2 separate regions of the Mus musculus genome follow, and region 2 is linked to region 1. Evidence: chromatin contacts called from public HiChIP or PLAC-seq data. All regions are on one chromosome and are shown on one strand. The core of a region is the stretch at or near the end of the contact, and the rest is flanking DNA. Distances in the headings are between cores, read along the strand shown.

Region 1 (4,459 bases), core at 1,860-4,359:
TCATGTGACTACATAGGAGGTAACTAAGTTGGTCAGCTGTCCAGCTCTCCTGTGCCTGCACCACCAAGGCAAGCTCTCCAGCACTGACTCCAGCCAGCTTGCCCAATGCCAAAGCTGGCAGGGGTAGGGCCATTTCTACTGTGCTGCCACACGAGGCATAGGGCTTGAGGAGTGAGGAAGGGGGAAGGCATTTCTCCCTCGACCACCCCAAGGCAAATGAAAAGAGTTAGCTTTCCTGCACTCCCTTCTTCGGCCCCCCACCCCCACTCTCTCTCAAAGATTTATTTTATGTATATGAGCACACACTAGCTGTACAGATAGTTGTGAACCTTCATCTGGTTGTTGGGAATTGAATTTAGGTCAACCCTGCTCGATCTGGCCCAAAGATTTATTTATTATTATAAATAAGTACACTGTAGCTGTCTTCAGTCGCACCAAAAGAGGGTGTCAGATCTCATTATGGGTGGTTGTGAGCCACCATGTGGTTTCTGGGATTTGAACTCAGGACCTTCAGAAGAGCAGTCAGCGCTCTTACCCGCTGAGCCATCTCTCCAGCCCCAACTTCCTCCACTTTAATGGTCCACTTTCTACTTAAAACAAAAACAAACAAACAAACAAACAAACAAAACCTAGGTTCTACATGAGAGACACAAACAATATGTCTGAGTCACTTATCTTACTTCAAATGAGGTGACATAATTTCATTTTTTATGGCTGTATGATACTCAACTGCATATATACATATCTGAGAAATGAACACTTCTGACTCTTGACATAGAGCTTCCTATTTATTCCTGGGGTGACCCAGAGACCAGCAGGTGACCCAGAGATCAGCCTTCCCTGCAGTATTTAATGCATACTCTGCACATATCTTCTATGGGCAGAGCACCCAGCAAGGTCTAAGAAGGTTAAGAGATTTCAGGGGCCCACATCATCACCTGGCCAGTAAAGAAAGGGGCTGACTAAGAGGTTTTTTCATTAAAAGGATATAGTATAGGCACGGAGTCTGGTTTTGAGGATGGGTAGGTACTTCATGATATAGACACAGAAGGAGACAGACCATAAAAGCTCTAGTTATAACATCTCTACCTTATAAACCTGTTCCCTGCCCCAGTGTTCCTGCTTCCTCTTCTGACTATAATCTCACTCCTGGCAGACAGACAGTTTTGTCAAAAAAGCTTCTTCCTGGGCTTGAATGAATAAAATCCAGTCTCCACACCTTCAAGGGAATAGAGATAGACCTGTGTAAAGAGGATCTAAGCCCCACCCACAACACCGAGGCCACGCCCATCACCTCCCTCTCTAACAAAAACCAATCTTACCCTAGTCAAAAGAACAGGTTGGTTGGGAACCAAAAGCACCATCTGCTACCAGACATAAATTAACCTACTGACACCTACCTGGGTTCCAAAGTCCAAGGCCACTGGGAAGCACAGCACTGCCCATCTGCCACTCATTAACGGAGTCCGTGGTCAATCTGTTAACTCCCGATACCGCTCAATCGCCTCACCCACGAAATGCAGATAGTTCTCACACCCAGGAGGGCTGCTCTGAGGATTAACTGAGCTATCACAGGCACAAGAGCTGGCAAACACTAAGTCTCAGGGCGCTAGGATCTCGGTGTTTAGAATCCAGCTCAACACAATGGAAGCAGGGTCCCCTGCCTGCCCTATCCCTAAGTACTCAGGATTTGTCTTCCACCTATACCTTTTGTTATGAATTCTGTATTTCACAACAAAAAAGGATTTTAAAAAATGGTCCCTAGGAGGCTGGCTGAGCCATCCCTCACTGCCTGCTCTTTTGAATTTTTTCTTTTCTTTTTTAAGATTTATTTTATTTATTGTATGTAAATACACTGTAGCTGTCTTCAGACACCAGAAGAGGGGATCGGGTCTTGTTACAGATGGCTGTGAGCCTCCTTGTGGTTGCTGGGATTTGAACTCAGGATCTCTAGAAGAACAGTCACTGCTCTTAGCCGCTGAGCCATCTCTCCAGTCCCCATTTTGAATTTTCTATCCGACACCTTTATTACCTAGTTCATTCATATATACATACATGCATGCGTACATACATATACACACACATATACATACATTCATATATACATGTGTATATAGATTATATACATACACACATATATATGTTCTTCTGGGGTGTTGTCAACAAAGACTTTTGAGTTTTTCATTCTTTTTGTGTGTGTGTGTTTGTTTATTCCCAACACTAAGCTGAATTTCAAATCCCACATCTCCAGGTAAAGTCCCCACTTCTGGAACTTTCTGATTGCTTTCCTTCCTCTGGGTCAAATGTTCCTTTCCTGATTTTGAGCCAACTGTGAACTCCAACAAGAAGCTCTGACACTGGCCTCCTGGTGGGAGAAGACACTGAGGGCCGCCTCTAGGAAGGCAAAGAGGCAATGCCTGTGAAACCCAGAGTGCTCCTGCCCTTTGGCCTAGTAAGTTCACCTGTGGGAGGTTACATCAGAGATAGACTTGCATGGGTGGGCAAAGGATATGCAAGAAAATTCATGGTGGTCAGAATTAAATAAAACAGAAAACAACCTGAAAATGGAAGCAAAGACTTCTGGGAACTAGGAAAGGACTGTGCCTCTGTGATGGGATTTGTCATGGTTTCGTATTACATGGACAATGAGGAAAAGGAGTGAGGTTCCACAATGCAGACACCAAGCAAGCCAGGGTCTCCTTCCCAGGAGAGCAGCCATGTGCCTTCGAAGCTTCCAGGACAAAAAACAAACAAAGAATAAATGGCAAATCACTTTCAGAAGCAAACTGGGGCTGGAAAAGAATCTTGGGTGTTTTGTTTTGTTTTTTAAATCTCATTTTCCACCATCCCGCCCCACCCCCCACGTAAATATATTATTATCTTTTTAGGTAAAAACAAATATGTAAGTTAAAATCTAAATGAAACCACGGATGAGGCGACACCACAGGTGAGCTGGGCTGTGGGGAGTGGATTCCAGGGTTCTTAGGCTAGCAGCCCTGCCTTAAACTTCTGATCTGCATTTTTCCCAATCCAGGCAATCTTTCTCCTTGGCCCCAAACAAAGACACCATTGTCCTCTCTGCTTTAGTCAGGCTGGGGTTTGTTTGCCTTCTGGTCTCTCTCAATATAGCCCCTGATGGAAGATAAGGTAAGAAAGCCCCCTGTCCTGTGGGCAGCCCCTCCCTAGCCCTCACCTCAAATTGGAATTCCTCGGGTTCTCTCTGTGGAACGCAGCCCACAGGGAAGGCACGGGCCTTCTTTACTTCAACCAGAGGGATGGATTGTTGGGTTTTGCTTTTTTTTTTTAAATGTCTTCCTGTAGCTCAGGCTGGCCTCAACTGTGTAGCTGAGCCTAACCTTGAATATCCTGCCTCCACTTCCCAATTGATGAACTACAGGAGAGGGCCTCCACACTGGTTATATATGCTATTAGAGATTAAATTAATACATTTGCACTTCTTAGGCAAGCCACTCACCAACTGAGCTACACCCCCAGGCCCTATGGGTGGGTCAACCACACCTGGTTTTCCCCATGGGTTCTTGGGATCAAGTGTGGGGTCCTTAGGCTTAAACCACTGGGACTTCCTATTTGAGTCAGCCTTTTCTTTTCTTTTTTTTGAAATTTTATTTGTTTGTTTATTTAGTTATTTCATTTTTATGAGTACACTGTAGCTGTCTTCAGACACACCAGAAGAGGGCATCCTATCTCATTACAGATGGTTGTAATCCACCATGTGGTTGCTGGGAATTGAACTCAGGGCCTCTGGAAGAGCAGTCAGTGCTTTTAATCTCTGAGCCATCTCCCAGCCCTCATTTTTATTTTTTTAAACGATGTATATATTTTTAGTCATGGCAGCATGGTGGCAATCTCAGTTCCTGGGAGTTTGGGGCTAGCCTAGGCTATCTATTAAGTTCTAGGTCAGCCAGAGTTACGTGGTGAGACAGTGTCTCAAAACAAACAAAAAACCTCACACACACACAAAAAAACATTTATTTTTATACATGTATGTATGTACACCATGTGAGTGCAGTGCCTGCAGAAGTCAGAAGGTGTCATCAAATCCCCTACAGGAGTTACAGATGATGGTACCATACCACGTGGGTGTAAATGACCCCAGGTTCTCTGCCAGTAAAACCAAGTGCTCAGGCTGACCTTGAACTTCAGTAATTCCCCTGCCTCAGCCTCTGTGAGCTGGGATTAATGGCATGAGCCACCACACCCTCAGAGCTGTGAGTCATCTTTCCAGGCCTAACCAACCTCTTGGCCTGATCAGCCATTATGGTAGCTGACGCTTGCTATCATTTTCTTTCTTTCTATTTTTTTTTTTTTATGTCATCCAAAATCTTCCACAGCAGAAGCATTCATTTTACCAAACAGGAAAACAAAAAATTCTTTTGATGAATACTGTACCTCAACAACAAGGTTGGCACCTTTGAGGCATCAAAATGTGCAACTGTGC
Region 2 (4,467 bases), core at 430-2,929, 220 kb after region 1:
ACCTATGCCTAAACACGAAAACAACAGAGTGCTACTTATTTTAAATGCATTGAAGCCAGAAGAGCATTAAATTAATATGCCACCTACAGATAACGCCCAGTTTAATTAATGAAATTATTACACGTTGGCTGTATGCTTGCTCTTGACGTCTGCTGTTGGATATTCACCTAAACACTTTACATCTAATAAAGACAAACAGATGAATTCGCTAGGAGGCTGGAGCTGCTTTAAAAGGGCAGGTCCACGGATGAGGCAGAGCAGAATCCACCTCTAACGCTCTGAGCTCAGTTCCCTCGAGATCATTCACTCTTCACTGCCTTCAGCCAGTGCGCGCGCACATGCACACACACACACACACTCACTCTCCTGACTTCAAGGCAACTCATTACATAAGGGGAGCAGGTAACTCTGCACGTAGCATGAATTACTTAGAGCCAAATCTTAAAAGAGGTTCTAACCCCCCACAGTCTCACCTTTGCAAACCACTGCAGTGTATTGTATTTTGGAAAATATACTGCAAAGACTGCAGAGCATCAGCTCTCAATAGAAAGGAAGTTGACATGGATATAAACCCACAACCATCATTTCCTATTAGCTCTGCTATTTTGTAAATAACTAGCAGGGCAGAAACCTTATGGGTCTTTTCTTTGAGGTGGGGAGGAGTCCTCTTAATCCAGTATTTGCAACTTGCACTGTAGCTTCAACGATTGTGGCTACATTATTATTCAATTATAATGTACATATTCATCTCACTTTTATAATCAACATTTTGCATCCTCATTTCGCCCCCCGCTCCCCCGAGACAGGGTTTCTCCGTGTAACAGCCCTAGCTGTTATGGAGCTCTACCTGTAGACCAAGCTGGCCTCCAACTCACAGAGATCCACCTGCTTCTGACTCCCAAGTGCTGGGATTAAAGGAATGAGACACCATGCCTGGCTTACAATTTTTCATGTAACAATTTGTTGTTCAGTGGTGAGGTCATTTTTTTTTAAATGGTAGTTGGAATTCTGATCATGTTGCTGTGAACATGTTTGCGTTTTGACATATCTTGTTCTGGAAAGCGAGATAATTAGAATTAAAAGACGAATTTAATGCCTTTTTGGATTCTTCCAGATTGAGGACCAAGAATAAAAACTACAGGTATCTGACCCTTCAGAAATGACGCTGGATGTAGAGGGATTCGCCTACCTTCACATTTCCCTTCGAGTGAGAGTCAGCTAAAATAAAGATAGCTGAAAACTAGATTCTAAATAAACACCGTTGGTTCGAGACTGAAGTGCTCACGGTTAGCTATTAGCTGCTCTTGGAAACCTGGGGTGGTCACTGGACCTCACAGGAAGGAGACAGAGATGGCTGATTCGCTAGGTCCACACCGCAGCCTGGTGTCAGTGTCATGCCACCAGCATCTCCCAACATCCTGCACCTGAACCATCTCCTCGCTGCCCAAACCAGGACCCAGACCCTGCGTCATGCCCTCGGCCTCGCGAGGCAGTCAGAGATGCCTAATTCCCTCCCAACCCAGTGAGAGATGCCCTTCTCCTCACCCTTCTCCAGCCTCAAGGACAGAGATTAAGGACCCCCGACGCAGCACCGCCGCCGCCAACCCGTTGTCAGGTTTCTCACGGTCTCACCACAGCTCCTCCGCTGCAGCTTGCGTTTCCACAGACGCTGCGAACCGCGCCCCGCCCATCGGGAGCCGAGCAGATGATTGGCAGGGAAATCGACATCCTAGCAACCAGCCCCGCCCTTGTCTCTGGCTGCAGCCTCCGTCTGGTACCCGCCTCCAGATCCTTCTGCGACACTTTCTTGTAGGTGTCCAAGAATATGCCTTCTCGGCGGCTGGAAGAGGCTGAAGGGTGCGTACTGGAGCCAGAGGCTCTTGTCCGACAAGCACTGAAATTTGAGACAACGGAAGGGAGTCGCTGTGGCGACCCTGCCGAGCAAGGCGGAGCAGGCACAGCACGGGCGCCCCAAGCCGATCCGATGAAGAAGGCCCAGCGCGACCGGATGAAGAAGGTCCCTCGCCTCTCTCTCAAGCCTCGGTCCCCGGCGCGCGCCTCCACCGGTTCCCGAGACTTCCAGCGCGCTCCGAGGGGCCACTTTTCCTCTAGTCTCGAAAACTGCCCTCATGGCGGAGGTGAAGGTCAAGGTGCAGCCGCCGGACGCGGATCCGGTGGAGATAGAAAACAGGTACTGCAATAAAGCTAGGCTCCCGACGCTAAGCGAGCAGTCAGCTGGGTAGCGGGACCCCCTTCTCTCTCAGTCCCGCGGGGAGAGGCTGGGGTAGACTGGTCGAGCACGCGGGAGCGGGGTTGCCGGGTGTCTGGGCGACCCCCCCGCCCCGATTAGGGAGAGTAGAACTCTTCAGAAGCTCTAGAGCAGCGGGACAGCTTGAAACGTTGTGGAACTGGGTTCTCCGGGATTCTATTAGAGCACTTGGAACGTGACAGCAGCCAGGGCCAGAAGAGAGACCTGCATTTTCCCTGTAGTTCTTGGACATGTGTTCGAATCCAGGATTGCCCGGTTGCCAAGGGAAGTTCTATAAGAGAACGTTGGGGCCAAATGAGGGTTCAGTTTGTGATTACAAAGGACCATTGAGCCAAGTAGGTTCAGTGAGTGCCTTAACTCCCGTAGTGCACATGTGTTTCTAGGTTATAATGTATTTAAAAGACGACTTTCTCAACATTATTATTGTGGATAATAAGTTTATTACACCTCCAAACAAATTAATCCCTCCAGTTTGTTTGGAGGGGATAATTCTCAAGACTCCAGTTATGGTGAATCACTATGCTGCCCCCCACCCCCACCCCCGAATATTCTATTTGCTTTCTGCCCACAGACCTTGGAGTCACTTTGCTGTACTTATTCCCATTGACAACATTGAGCTTTTTAGCTTGACTATCGTGTATCTTCCTTATTTGCCTTTAAAAGCAAGCAAACATAAACCATTTATACCGTTGTTCCTAGAATTATAGAATTATGCCACCAGTTCCCTCATGGAATCACAGATCAAGTAATTCAGAACGAAATGCCTCACATTGAAGCCCAGCAGCGGGCAGTGGCCATCAATAGACTGTTATCCATGGTAAGGTGAAGTCAACCAATTCATGTAATTTGTTGTATATTCTGGTTTTCATTGCTTCCTGTCATATCGTTGTGATGGCTAACCTTATGTGTCAGCTTGGCTGGGCTCTGAGATCCTAGATATCTGCCTGTTTGCTGTTTCTGGGATGTTCTAGAATGTGGTATTTGAACTGATGTGCTGACTGTAGGCAGTGAATGGGCACCATCCAATTTAGTATCAGCCTAAGCCAAAGACATGGAGGACACAGGAACTTGCCCCAGCCCACTCTGAGCCCCAGGGCCAGCCTTCTGCCTTCACCACTCTGTCCTTAGACTTTCGGATCCCATCTATACCATTGACTTCCCATCACCGAGGTTAATGCATCCGGTCTGTGCCATTGATCTGTGCCGCTGGCCTTCTCTAGTCTCCAGCTTGCAGGAGACGTACAAGAATTCTCCCCCCACCTTAATTACACGGAGCAATAATCGCATAATAAGCCTCCTTTCTAGTAAGCCAATATACTAATTGTAAGGCCAAAATTTGTGGCTTGATTCCAAACCAAGGAAAGGATCAGAATGTCTGAATAGGAAGAAAAAAATACTCATCTGCCTGCCATTTGACAAGATGAGGGAACTGCATGCAATTCTGTTATAACTAATTGTTATTAGCTTCAGTGACACAAAAAGACACGTGGGTGTGGTCTGTTCTCAACTTGTTATACTTCCTCCTGCTAGCTTCTAGCCATTCCCTATAAAATATTTCCACTGTGAGTTTTTTGTGAGTTATCAATAGCCTATTGATTGGGGATCACAGGGTCACTCTGAGCTTGTCAAGAGCAGGAAGAAGTCCCACTGAGGGTCTTTAGGATAAAGCACAGCCTCAGCTTCAGAGACAGTGCAGTAGAGTTTCATTGAAGCCCAAGAGCCTAGAGCCCAAATGCCTCTCTTGCAGCATTTGAAAAATGTCCTACCACATACTTTAAATCCCCTATGTCGCTCTTCTTTCACAAACCATTATATGCCTTTTTCCCAAGGACTCTTTAGTTTGGTTTTATTAGTTAGTCTTACACTAGGCCTCTTCTGAATTACTGTGTTTTTGTTTGTTTGTTTGTTTTGTTTTTTAAACTTCTAGCCTTGTGTTATACTTCAAGGCTCTAGATGCAGAGATTATAGGGATAGTCGAATCTTTTATTACACCTTTGTCTTTACCTTCGTGGCTCAGAATTGGCAAACTTCTCTATGAAGTAGTAAATAAAATAACTTTTGTGGCCCATCTAGTTTCTGTCACAACTGTATCATTTGTCATTTTAACAAGAAGCAGTCATGAGCCATGAACAATGAAGCATAAATAGATAGATGTGGCTTTTTTTCTGACGAAATTTTATTAATAAAAAAGCAAACAG

The links. HiChIP or PLAC-seq counts read pairs in DNA pulled down with a chosen protein or histone mark.
Region 2: an H3K27ac HiChIP or PLAC-seq map of embryonic stem cells shows a contact between it and region 1, with 5 read pairs. The contact joins the promoter of Dzank1 here to the enhancer-like site in region 1. A contact is called at or near these places in 2 of 115 datasets of contacts at active chromatin or transcription factors (embryonic stem cells and pancreatic cancer cells) and 2 of 9 other capture datasets (adipose tissue and liver).

Annotation. Positions count from the first base shown.
Region 1 is chr2:144,307,387-144,311,845 of GRCm38.p6, forward strand. All of the region lies in intron 3 of Ovol2 (ovo like zinc finger 2), which reads right to left. Among named protein-coding and RNA genes, the nearest start is that of Ovol2, 22 kb to the right of the region's middle. Within about 2 kb of position 3,110, at least 21 of the 459 cell types and tissues checked have an H3K27ac peak or open chromatin away from gene starts, as enhancers often do. A contact at or near this core is called in embryonic stem cells, where this site is marked.
Region 2 is chr2:144,525,735-144,530,201 of GRCm38.p6, forward strand. Dzank1 (double zinc ribbon and ankyrin repeat domains 1) reads right to left here and starts at 1,680. Exons shown (of 21, transcript NM_172859.3): 1 at 1,546-1,680. Polr3f (polymerase (RNA) III (DNA directed) polypeptide F) reads left to right here and starts at 2,011. Exons shown (of 9, transcript NM_029763.3): 1 at 2,011-2,191; 2 at 2,969-3,086. The coding sequence starts at 2,130.